Linked DNA regions of Danio rerio: regions 1 and 3 are each linked to region 2. Evidence: chromatin contacts called from public Hi-C and Micro-C data. All regions are on one chromosome and are shown on one strand. The core of a region is the stretch at or near the end of the contact, and the rest is flanking DNA. Distances in the headings are between cores, read along the strand shown.

Region 1 (4,177 bases), core at 456-2,955, 180 kb before region 2:
GTATCGATCAAAATCACCTTTTAAAAGTAACTTAAAGGCTGCAGCTATTCAAATTCATGTCGCAGAATAATTTATTCAAGATAAACTTTAAAAAGGTCTTTATGAGTAAGTTATTGAGTCATTCGTTCAAACTGAGACTGAAAAAAATATTTAATAATAATAATATTAATTAAAAAAGGTAGAAAGCAACCGATTTTGTCAGCACCTCTAATTATTAACTTTATTTGTAATTTCTTTAACTTGTCTATTCAGAATCCAATCCTGATTTTTGTATTTAAACAAATAAAACCAAAATGTGATTTTCAGTTTATCTAGAGTCGTGCAGCTCTAAACTGCAGCTGAAATAAGATTTTGAGGCGTTTATGGTTTGCTGAACCTATTGCCCTCAACGTACCTTGGCTAGACTCACAGTAAGCCCACATATCTGGATGGCCATCTGTAAGGGACTGCATATGTCTTAAGTAAATATCACTGTGAATCTGCCATCTAAATATATTTGCCTCATCTGCACTTTGTGATTTACCTTTCACTGCATCATTTGTCAAATGTGCTTCCTCTGCCTTGACGTCATCCAATCCCTGCATTAAAGATCTTGCTCTCACTAAATATGTTTTTGTTTTTATTTATGATATTAATGTTAGAAGCATTTCTGTGTTTACTGTTTTTGATATATGACAAATTTACATTGCAATAACTTCACAGATGTGCTTTTGAATGGGCATTTTATGTGGTCTTTACACACAGTTTTTGACTCTGTTTAAAGGGGCTGTGAAAATAATTTTTCCATATTTAATATTATTTCAGTATTATTAGAAGTGTATTTTATTTTTGATGCAGTAATGTCTTTCTTCTTTTTTAAACAAAAAATGCGTTACCTGGGTCAAAAATATGAATACATTACACCTTTGTAACTTTCATAGACAAAAAGGCAATCCATAGTCCTGGTTAAATTTAGTCGAAATATGATTCGTAGACTATAATTTAAACATAAATTAGTGTTTCTAAATGGTCATAAAAAGCCTTGATTTACGTTACTAGTCAAAAATTAAAGGCATTATACACTTACAAAATCCGACAAAAATACTATTGGTAGTAAATCATGCTTGTAAAAACATCTTCCTCAGACTCAGTATCGTTTTAGCGTACAAAAATCTGCAAAACTCTGACACATTATGGCAGACTTAAGCGATTTTATCCTTATAATCGATCCTAGAAAACCCGAAATATATAATAACCGTGTCAGATATTTGTTCTTATTAACGGCGCATCTTTTCTCACCTCAGATACTTCGATTGGCCCATCCTGGTAATCGCTGAGAAAAGTAACAAATAGCATGTGACAAAACAGCTCGGCGTTTTAATGGCACGTCTTACATAAATAATATGCCCTTAATAAAGTAATAATGAAATAAAAATAACGTCATTTGTAATATAATAATGAGTTAGAAATATGTGACGGAAAAATCAGCGACAAATCTAGTAGTACCCAACACTTGTTGCACAGAAAAGAAATAGAATTCCAGCTTGTTCCGTTTCTATGTTTGGAGCTCTGACGTGTCTTTGAAGCACGCAGGAGACCCCCATTCCGCGTCTAGAAGCTTCAGGGCTTGTCAGACTCTAAAGTTACGGCCAGAGTCAAGAGAAATCTGGGCTTTCTAGAAGGAGGATGACTGCTATAAAGTGCGCAGAAACGCTCGGGCCGAGCAGACGAGAAAACACGACTCGAGCAACCCGAAACAGAGCTGAAATCCGCTCTCTAAAGCGACTGAAGAAACTCACAAGACCTGTAAGTGAGACTTAACATTTGAAAATTTGTTTTGTTGTTGTTGCTATAGTATTCTATAGTTTAAAATAATATTATATACTCACACTTTTTAGGAATTCTTATAAAATATATTTATAATTAATTTTTTTTTAAAGTAGAAGTAGAGTGTATTAATTTAGACATGCAAGTCAGCGACATTTCATTGATGTCAACGTAATATTTTTTTAGATGTTATTATAATATAATGTTATAAATTATACATATTTAATATAATTGTCATCGTTTATATAAGATTGTTTTTTAATTAAACAGATGTTGTCATTGTCTTATGTCTAATTTTTACAGATAAATCAGTAATATTTACATATTTTTTATATTTAAATTTATTCATTAATTTTCTTTTCGGCTTAGTCCCTTTATTAATCTGGGGTCACTACAGCGGAATGAACCGCCAAGTTATCCAGCATATCTTTTACGCAGCGGATGCCCTTCTAGCTGCAACCCATCTCTTGGAAAATATAATATAATATATATTTTATATATATACATTTTTTTAAAAACATTTAATTTTTTGTTTTGCTTTTTTATTACTATAATTTTGTAAAAATTGATTAATTATTTTAAATAATCCCATAAATAGCTTTTACATTATTAAATAAAAATAATGTTTTTTTTTTTTTTTTTAATATTGCAGGTGATTTTAACAATCAAAGATGGCTAAAGGTTTGTCTATTGGCATTGATCTGGGAACCACTTACTCCTGTGTTGGAGTGTTCCAGCATGGCAAAGTGGAGATCATCGCTAACGATCAAGGAAACCGAACCACTCCAAGCTATGTGGCTTTTACAGACACAGAAAGACTCATCGGAGATGCTGCCAAAAACCAAGTCGCCATGAACCCCAACAACACCATCTTTGACGCCAAACGACTGATTGGCAGAAAGTTTGATGATCAGGTTGTCCAGTCTGACATGAAGCTTTGGCCATTTAAGGTCATCAGTGAAGATGGCAAACCAAAAGTTCAAGTCGAGTACAAAGGGGAAAACAAGACATTCTACCCTGAGGAGATCTCATCTATGGTCCTGGTCAAAATGAGAGAGATTGCCGAAGCCTACCTGGGTCATAGAGTCAATAATGCTGTCATCACAGTCCCAGCGTACTTCAACGATTCACAGAGGCAAGCGACCAAAGACGCAGGGGTCATTGCCGGATTGAACGTGCTGCGAATTATCAATGAGCCCACAGCAGCTGCCATCGCCTACGGCCTGGACAAGGGCAGGAAGGGAGAGAGGAATGTCCTGATCTTCGACCTCGGCGGAGGCACCTTTGATGTCTCCATCCTGACGATTGAGGATGGGATCTTTGAAGTGAAAGCCACAGCAGGGGACACTCATCTGGGTGGAGAGGACTTCGACAATCGCATGGTGAAGCACTTTGTTGAAGAGTTTAAGAGGAAGCACAAGAAGGACATCAGTCAGAATAAGAGAGCAGTAAGACGGCTGCGCACGGCCTGCGAGAGAGCTAAAAGGACCCTCTCATCTAGCTCTCAGGCTAGCATCGAGATCGATTCCCTCTTTGAAGGCATCGATTTCTACACTTCCATCACTAGGGCTCGCTTTGAAGAGCTTAACGCGGAGCTCTTTAGAGGCACGCTGGATCCAGTGGAAAAGGCTTTGAGAGATGCCAAAATGGACAAGTCTCAGATCCAAGATATTGTTCTGGTTGGCGGCTCCACCAGGATCCCCAAGATACAGAAGCTCCTGCAGGACTTCTTCAATGGAAGGGATCTCAACAAAAGCATCAACCCAGATGAGGCAGTGGCGTATGGAGCGGCGGTGCAGGCTGCCATCCTGATGGGTGATACCTCGGAAAATGTCCAGGACTTGTTGCTTCTGGATGTGGCTCCGTTGTCCCTGGGAATCGAGACGGCTGGAGGAGTCATGACTGCACTCATCAAACGTAACACCACCATCCCCACCAAGCAGACGCAGATCTTCTCCACATATTCCGATAACCAGCCGGGAGTCCTGATCCAGGTGTTTGAAGGAGAGAGGGCTATGACCAAAGATAACAATTTGCTTGGCAAGTTTGACCTTACTGGGATCCCACCAGCACCACGTGGTGTACCTCAAATAGAGGTGACCTTCGACATTGATGCCAATGGAATTCTTAACGTATCCGCTGCCGACAAGAGCACGGGAAAAGAGAACAAAATCACTATAACCAATGACAAAGGTCGACTGAGCAAGGAGGATATCGAGCGTATGGTGCAAGATGCGGAAAAGTACAAAGCCGAGGATGAAGTGCAGAGAGAGAAGATCGCAGCAAAGAACGCTCTGGAGTCTTACGCCTTCAGTATGAAGAACACTGTTGAAGATGAGAACCTGAGGGGAAAGATCAGCGAACAGGATAA
Region 2 (4,591 bases), core at 1,295-3,794:
AAATGTTGTACTGTAGGTGATAAAGACTCAAGATAAAACTATACACACGTTTTAAAGAGATAGTTAACAAAACTTAAAATTCTGCTATTTTTTTATATATATTTTTTATTTTTCCACAAGCCTGTTTGAGTTTCAAACACTTTATTTTGAAATAATGTTGTAAACGTGTAACCCTTTCATAGTAGCCTATACATCTTTCATGGAAGTGAATTGTTGGCTATACCGGTATCTGACATTCTTCTAAATATCTTTTTTTTTTTCAACAAGAAAAAAAGAAACTGATAAAGTTTTGGAACTTGTGGGCAAGTCAGTTGTGAGTAAATTTTCAATACCTGCTTTGAAATTGCCTCGATGAGTTATTCCCACTAAAAAATGGAAAATTTACTCACGCTAATCTGGTGATTCCAAACCATTATGAGTTTTCCTTTTTCTGTTAAACACAAAAGAAGATTTTTTTAAAAAATGTTAAATCTGTAACAATTTTTATCTGTAATATAATTTTTCAGTACTTTACCACTGAAGTTGACATGTACGTTTCTTATAGGCAAGAGCATGTCTGTTGGTGGAGCAGTATCAGCAGATACTAAGCAAATAGTCTGCTCTAATAAAAAATAGTTGCCAACTTACAGTCAAAAAATGTGCAAAAGGGATACCAGAGGCTCAAACAGGTTTGTGACAAGTTAAGCACAAGCAAATGATGACATAATTGCAGTTTTGGGTGAACTACTCCCTTTAATAGTAATGTCCAGGGCTGCATCTGAAATCACATTCTTTATTATGTTATTCATTTATTAATTCATTTTCTTTTGACTTAGTCCCTTTATTAATCTGAGCTCGCCACAGCAGAATGAACCGCCAACTTATCCAGTATATTTTCAATTTAAAATTATAAGGTTCTGACATTTTTGTCAAACTTGAGTTATTAACATTATTTTTAAATGACAACTTATTTACATCATGGGATGATTTTTTATATGTTGTTTACATTTAAGACTTTATTGAAAAAACTAAACAAATGTCACTCACATACTGTTTGCTATGGAATGCAAAAACTCTGAAGCTCAATATCTCAAAATCATTCAGAACACAGATAGAACCTTATAATTCCAAGGTGACGAAATATTTTACACAGCGGATCCCTTTTCCAGCTGCAACACATAGCTGGGAAATGTATTATGTTATAGTAAGTAAAAAACAAAGAGGTTCATTATACTTGTAGTAAGTATTCAGATGACCTACTTCTTTTGGTGAGATTCTGCAATGTGCTTCCAAGGGACTATTCCATAAGGCAACATGAGAGGATCTGTGAATGCCAGTGAAGTGACGTAACTGAAGATGTAGGGCACGTGACACTAAAACATGGCTAATCTTGTAGTTCTAGATTGTTCAAACAATACTATGTTCATTATGTAGGGCGTGTTTTCAAAGTATGTAGCCTACTCAAATACTCAAGAAAGTGTTTGATTTTGAATGCAGTTTGTGCATTGTAAAAAATAAATAAATGACACGTTGGCTGTTCAATTTGTCTTCTGGTGAATCAACATTGGATGAATGTGTTTATGTGCATGATAAAGTTTTTAAAATAGTTGTATTTTGTTTTATTATCACTCATTTAAGGTTTTGGACGTTTTTGTATTAAGTTCAAAGCATTGTCCTATAAATATATTCCTATTTTTCTTCATTGAAAAAAATAATAATTTGGGGGTAATTTTTTTTAATTTTGATGGTTGAATTGATAATTGTATAAGTTAAAACTATAATGGTCCCTGAGGGTATGAGTAAAGCATGCAAATTGTAAAACACTAAATTGTTTTAAGATAAATTTTAACTAATTTAAAGGCAATAACATTACTTTTATTTATTTATTTATTTATTTATTTTTTACAATTTAACATAAAAAAAAATTCACAGACATGGGCATATAATCAGAGATCTGCATTGTTTTAGTTAAGAAATTATTTCAGTTATTAGGCTAAAACCAATGGCTAAAACCCATGGAAAATGCTCATCTATAGCTGACCGACATGGTTAAAAGGCTGTTTTTTCACGTCCGTTCACCTCTGTGAAAGGCAAACACCACCATCTGTTGGACATCAAGTGAACAACGAGAATGTTTTAGTTTTTTTTTATTTGGATTACTTACGTTTTATAAAGATTGCACAGTTCATTTAAATTTATAAGAAATAACATGTAGGTGAAACTCAGACTCTTAGCATCTATTAAAGTTAAACACCGTTTAATTTTAAAAATAGCCTATACAAAGCACTCTTTGTAGATTTATCGAGATGATTAATAAATATGGTTTAAGAAGCAAATATAATATTGGCAGTACATGTTCTCAAAGACTATATGTGTGGTTAGTTGAATGTCACCTCTGTGTTTTATAAAGTGGCTATAGTAAACATTTGGCTTTTGAAGCTAAAATGGTGTACAGCGAGACTGGGCGCTGTACTAGTGCTTTAGATTGACAGACGGATCAGCCAATAGCGCTGTCGTTTCTCAGAGATTCAAACCAATCAAAGTCGACGGGCGGGTCATGTTTTAGTCTTGACAAGATGGCGTATGCGGTTGTTTTGCCGCAGGGACACTGAACAATTTATTCAGTTTATCGTGCAAATTCGTTGACGTTGCGGTAGCATTACAGTTAAAAAAGTGTTTTGTTAGGCGCGTGAAGCCAGAGGACATCTAACATGAAAGGTAAAGAGCGGTCGCCGGTGAAAAAACGTTCAAGGGCCTTGGATGATATACGAGACAGGGGAGGAAGCCATCCGACCAGTAAGAAAATGGGGGTTATCTCGAATTCTGGCGGAGGAAGCAACAACGGCAATAGTTCGTCTAAAAGCGACGGGGGCTCTGCACGACGGGGACTGCTTGGAGATAAAAGAGACGGACGGGAATTTGACGGACATGTATCCAGTCGGACTGGTAATAACCACGGTTACACGAGCCCTGTTGCGAGCTCAAGCGGCAAAAATCACGCCTCGAGTCTGTCCTTAGAGGCGGCGCGCACCAACTCGCGCGGGGAGGCGCGCGCACCGCTTCCCACAAACGAAAGTGAGTACAAAACTTTAAAAATCAGCGAGCTTGGCTCGCAGCTGAGTGACGAGGAAATCGAGGACGGCCTCTTTCATGAATTCAAAAAATTTGGTGACGTGAGCGTCAAAATCAGCCGAGTGAACGACGAGAGAATCGCATTCGTCAACTTTAGGAGACCGGATGATGCCAGGGCGGCAAAGCACGCACGAGGCCGGCTGGTGCTCTACGACCGTCCTTTAAAAATCGAGGCAGTTTACTTGAACAGGCGGAGGAGTCGCTCTCCGGTGAAGGAGGATCATTTCTCTGTTGTTGCAGGCCATAGACATTTGCATACTCAGAGGCCGCTCTCTCCAACCGGCCTGGGCTACAGGGACTACCGGTTACAGCAGTTAGCACTGGGTCGGCTTCCTCCTCCCCCACCCCCGCCTCTGCCCAGAGAGCTGGAAAGAGAAAGAGAGTTTGCCTTTTATGAAGCGAGGGCGCGGCCCGCATACATAGCAGAGCGAGCCGCTCCTTTCCGTGAGGAGGACTTTATCTCTCCAGAGGACGACCAGAGAGCCAACCGCACACTGTTTTTGGGTAACTTGGATATTACTGTGACTGAAAACGATTTGAGGAGGGCTTTTGAACGATTTGGGACAATCACTGAGGTGGACATTAAAAGACCCACTCGTGGCCAGAGCAGCACCTATGGCTTCCTTAAATTTGAGAATTTGGACATGGCTCACAGAGCTAAAATTAGCATGTCTGGGAAAGTTGTGGGCCGAAACCCCATAAAAATTGGATATGGTAAAGCCACCCCAACCACAAGACTATGGGTGGGTGGTCTTGGCCCTTGGGTGCCTCTGACTGCATTAGCCCGGGAATTTGACCGCTTTGGAACTATTAGGACTATAGACTACAGAAAAGGGGACACCTGGGCTTATATTCAGTATGAAAGCCTGGACGCTGCTCAGGCAGCCTGCACACACATGCGTGGATTTCCTCTTGGTGGTCCTGACAGGAGGCTGAGGGTGGACTTTGCTGACACAGAGCATCGCTACCAACAACAGTTCTTGCAGCCCCTCCCCCTGCAACATTATGAAATCATGGCTGAGTCTTTCGTTCATCGTGCCACCCCTGAAGCCATCAGGGTCAGAGAACGGACTCCTCCGCCACTGCACTTCAGAGAAAGAGAACTCTATGCTGGGGCTGAGTGGCCAGCACCTACTATTCGTGAACGTGTACGAACTCCTGCATTTGAGCCCCTTGAACACTTAGAGCGTGAACGACGGCGAGAGGCCTGGTCACTGGAGCGAGAGCTGCCAGGCAGAGAAGCTGCACGAAAACGGCGGCTCATGGAGGACGGCAGACATCTGGAGTGTTCGCCTGACAGCAGCAGTGAGTGGGCGGCCCGCCGTCGCAGACCCCCGTCGCTTGAGGGCAGCCCAGGCGGCAGCAGCCGAGACGGACGTTTCAGTGACTCTGAGCGTCCAGCGAGAGCAGACCGGGTGTCCCCAGCACGAGAGAGCCGCAGCAGCCTGGACCGAGTTCCCGGTGAGAAACGCATCAAAAG
Region 3 (4,102 bases), core at 1,365-3,864, 240 kb before region 2:
GCTTATAACATTGAGAATGCATAATTGCGCCAATCAATGCTAGGAAAAATATCATTCAACAGTCCTAAACTGGCAGTTCTAGAGCACAGATAGACAACTTAAGTATTCACAAAACAAGTTTCTTGTAAAATAGATGTTTTTATCTGCATGTAGGCTTAAAAATGAAAAATTATACACATAATTTGTATAGTTTGACCTACAGTACAGTAACCTCTAAAATAGTCATCAATATCCTTCAAAACCCTAAGCATACATTTTATTAATATATGATATGCAGTTTAAATAAATTCATAAATTTGATTCACTGAAGCATGTATTACCCAACTACTATTGAAAAAAAATTGCCCCAAGCCCCCAACAACCCCCTGGCAATCTTTGCACACAGAATAGACAGCAATTTGCACACTGAACAGACAGACATACTGACTTTGTTACCTTATCTGTTCAATGGCATCCCAGCTGAGCTTTCTGTGTGGAGCTCCAGGAGTGTTCATTTTCCTCTTGATTATATGAAACTTTGCTGCTTTCTGTCTTCTCCTCTCTTCACTGTACAGAAGCGTTAACATTAATGCATGAAGACAGAAGCTTTTGTCCTTCTCTAGAAGAACTCACCAAATAATAGAGTCCAGTTTGACTTCCACTGCATCCATGTCATGGTCATCCTCAAACACGGCACCCTGTTGTTTCTGTTTGGGATTCTTTGACATCCACCCGAATGAGCCTCGACTGGCATGGCGACGGGCCTGGCAGACAGCAGGTCCTGGGACAGGGGCCAGTTTGGTGGCCAGCATGAGGACTCTTCTCCAGGGGGACACCATTCTAAATGGTCAGAGATACAAAGACAGTGATATCCGAAACTTCAACTGGATCCAACATGAAAATGACTATTCAACTAATTGTAATGGACCCTTTTCACAAGCCTGTTATGACAAGTTTAATGGTCATCAACATCTTAAATCCAACAAAAAAGTTTTAAATATTTTAATAAAAAAAAAAACGTATGAATATTTATATGTATTAATGCATGAATTATATCATCTTTGTTTTAAATTACAAAACATGAATTACCGCTTGTGAACGGGTTTCTAATGCAGCGTCTATAGGACAGGACAGTAAATTAATTTGAAGTTATTCTCTCCTCTGGCTGGCATTATCAGTCTCACACAATTTTGTTTCTTTTTCTGAAAGTCTTTATAACATCATCATTGATTTTTTCTTTTTTTATTTCAGCAAATATGATTGTAAAAAATTATTTGTTGTATTCTCTCATTCATTGCATAAGTTTTCCCAACTATGACGACTTTCTCTACTGAGGAACCCAGAAGTGTGAAACGGGTCTATTAGCCATGAAACAGTAAGAGGACACATTACATTAAAATCTCAGTTATTTTAAGCCATTATTCACCCAAAAATAAAATATGCTGTTATTTTCATCCTCAGGACATCCATGATAAAGAATACTTTTTTCAGCATTTTAGATTTTTTTTCAACTGAAATCGTAGTCCTTTGCGAATCAGAACTTTGAGAGCAGAAAAACAAATACAGGCCAAACTTATGGCATAACAGTGAATCCATTAAAGAAGAAAGTGCCCTATTTCTTGGATGGCCTGAATGTGAGTAAATAGCAAATGTTATTATTTGGATTAACTATTCCTTTAGAGTCAAACAGTTCAGTTTATTTTAAATAAAATACTAAATTGTAAGATGTTGAGTTTTTTGCTTCTATAACGTTGTAGGTGAGTAGAAATGAAACATCCAAATACATGTGTGTGTGTGTGTGTGTGTGTGTGTGTATTATTTTACAATTGAGGTAAAGTTGGTTTTATATTTACACATTCCTTCAGTGACAGCTTGTGACATGCTCCCTGTATTCTTTACCATGGTACTTTAAATGTTCTGTTTAAAAATCACATGCAAGTATGTCTTCAAGACAACATTAGCACTATTTATTTGACTATGAACAATGTTGTACTTTGATAGTCATTGGCTACTAATATGATTTCCCTATTTGTAATAGGCAAAGAATACTTTTCTGAAATATATTAAGAAGGGAAAATTCTTTAAGGGGAAAACTTTACCTCATTTTTTTACACAGATCTACAGATGTACTGATTCCATTTACAATGCATATCTTAATGTTGATTTCTCTGGAGAAGTTGTTCCCATTTATAGAGCTGGAAATTAAATTATTTTATGCTCTTCTATATTACAACTAACTAATAAAAACAGTTTGTAAAAGCAATTTTACTTACTTTTTTTCCTCTGATTTGTGAAGTGAAAATATAAAGACATTTCTCTTTAAAAAAAACTTCGATATATGATAAAACAACATGCCAAGTATGACGAAGAATGTTAATTAAAATGTGTATCATATTCACATGATACAAATCAATATATGAAGCTGCACAATAACAGAAAATAACATTTATTTAACATTCTGCGTTATTTCTACGTAAGCGAATTGTTCAAACTCAACATTTTATTTCAGTTGTATACAACAATTCATCTCACAGCCCAAATTGTGGCAATATACAAGCTCATAACGTCGGATGCGATACGTAAACAATACAAGCAAAGCACTCACATGTTCCCCTCGCTCTTCCTTCACGGTGACATTATTCCGGAAACCGTGAGTTTAACCAGGTACGCATGCGCTGCAGTGGTTCGATTGTACTCGGGCAAACTCGGCTCCGTTCGCCGATCACATGCGCCAAGCCTGCCCCCTTTCTTCTCTGTGTGGCTCATTTTACGCCATTTTGTCCGCACCACTGTGTTGATTGGGTTTTTGAGATCTGTAGTGGAGCCAATCAGAAGGGAACCGGACAGCCGGAGAAACGGTAAAGGGTTGCGCTTGCTCTAAGGGAAATGGTAGCTGACAACACGGATTGGTTTGTCAGTGACCAACCAAATGACTAATTCCGAAAAATGCAGAAATCAAATCAGTTAATGCGAGAGGGGAGAAAGCGCGAGACAGATGATATGCGCGCTCAGGAGCGGACGCTAAACATGAATGAGACTTTTAATAAAGCGCTTCAAAACAAAGACAGACCTGCTAATGTTTGTCAAATAAGAGCTTTTTATATTAATTACACAGCATGCTGAATTGTAGTACATTTGTTGCAGCTTAGTTTATAACAATGATCAACTGATGTTTACCAAACAAACCTTATGAGGTGGATGAAATGGCACAAATTTGTGAATCATTAAGACTTTCATGATAATCTTTTACAATCTTAAACGTGTATGTGCATCTAAAACCATCAAAGTCAGTGGGTAATATAACATTAAGTTCATAATGTTAAGCACTTTCTTCAAGGAAACATTTAGGCTCAAATACACTTGGCTTGAGGCCCAAACCTGCAGCTATTAACATATTTCTCAGAAAACTTTTAATAGAAATTTACTAGAGTTATTTATAGTCAATAATAACCTTGTGATTCTTTTATATGTGTATTTTATTACAAATTAGGTGAGGAAGAAAAGATGGAGCAATATACAGCTACAGCCAGTGGGGATCAGATAGTGGTTCAGGCTGCCAATGGGCAAATCCAACAGCAGGTAAGAGCCAATGTAAACATGTTACTGTTTAATCAGTGACTTTTACTATGGAAAATGGGGCACAATGAGTGTGTGCCCGATATGTTTTCCATTTTTATTGTATCTAATTTTAGCTTTATGCAGATGTGTATCAGGTGCAGTGGTATTTTTAAAAAGCACAAGCGGTACTTCAGGAAGTGATTTCCAATTCAAGGAAAGGACTGGGTAAATAGTGTTTGAACTAGCTTGCAAAGTCTCTCTATTTAAATGAGCATTCTCTGTTTTGAAAAAAACGCAAGGTTTAGGTGACCCAAACACACCCAGTGCATTTTGCAACACTGTGAGTCAGAAAGACAATATTTATATGTACACTATCAGTCAATTAATATCTTCAATGAAGCTCTTCTGCTCTCCAAGTCTACATTTATTTGATCAAAAATACAATAAAAACTGTAATATTATGATTGTAAATACATAGAAAGATTTAATTTATTCCCATGATTCGATAAGCCTCATTATTAGTCTTGAGTGTGATATGATCATTAAAATATATTTTTAGAACTTT

The links. A called contact is a pair of places that touch in the nucleus more often than the background predicts.
Region 1: a Hi-C map of hematopoietic stem cells shows a contact between it and region 2, with 2.5 times the contacts expected there. The contact joins the promoter of hspa1b here to the promoter of rbm15 in region 2. A contact is called at or near these places in 4 of 18 Hi-C or Micro-C datasets (caudal fin, embryo, hematopoietic stem cells and 1 more) and 2 of 4 datasets of contacts at active chromatin or transcription factors (embryo and gastrula embryo).
Region 3: a Micro-C map of caudal fin shows a contact between it and region 2, with 2.6 times the contacts expected there. The contact joins the promoter of ngrn here to the promoter of rbm15 in region 2. A contact is called at or near these places in 1 of 18 Hi-C or Micro-C datasets (caudal fin) and 1 of 4 datasets of contacts at active chromatin or transcription factors (embryo).

The regions. Positions count from the first base shown.
Region 1 is chr8:26,864,866-26,869,042 of GRCz12tu, reverse strand. hspa1b (heat shock protein family A (Hsp70) member 1B) reads left to right here and starts at 1,705. Exons shown (of 2, transcript NM_001100062.1): 1 at 1,705-1,785; 2 at 2,459-4,177. The coding sequence starts at 2,478. It overlaps ahcyl1 (adenosylhomocysteinase-like 1), which reads left to right. Exons shown (of 17, transcript NM_201293.2): 17 at 1-606.
Region 2 is chr8:26,685,480-26,690,070 of GRCz12tu, reverse strand. It overlaps rbm15 (RNA binding motif protein 15), which reads left to right and starts at 2,544. Exons shown (of 1, transcript XM_001335784.9): 1 at 2,544-4,591. The coding sequence starts at 2,691.
Region 3 is chr8:26,929,610-26,933,711 of GRCz12tu, reverse strand. It overlaps ngrn (neugrin, neurite outgrowth associated), which reads right to left and starts at 2,614. Exons shown (of 4, transcript NM_001045253.1): 1 at 2,585-2,614; 2 at 613-819; 3 at 436-546. The coding sequence starts at 818. nfyal (nuclear transcription factor Y, alpha, like) reads left to right here and starts at 2,754. Exons shown (of 8, transcript NM_001002731.1): 1 at 2,754-2,837; 2 at 3,470-3,558. The coding sequence starts at 3,484.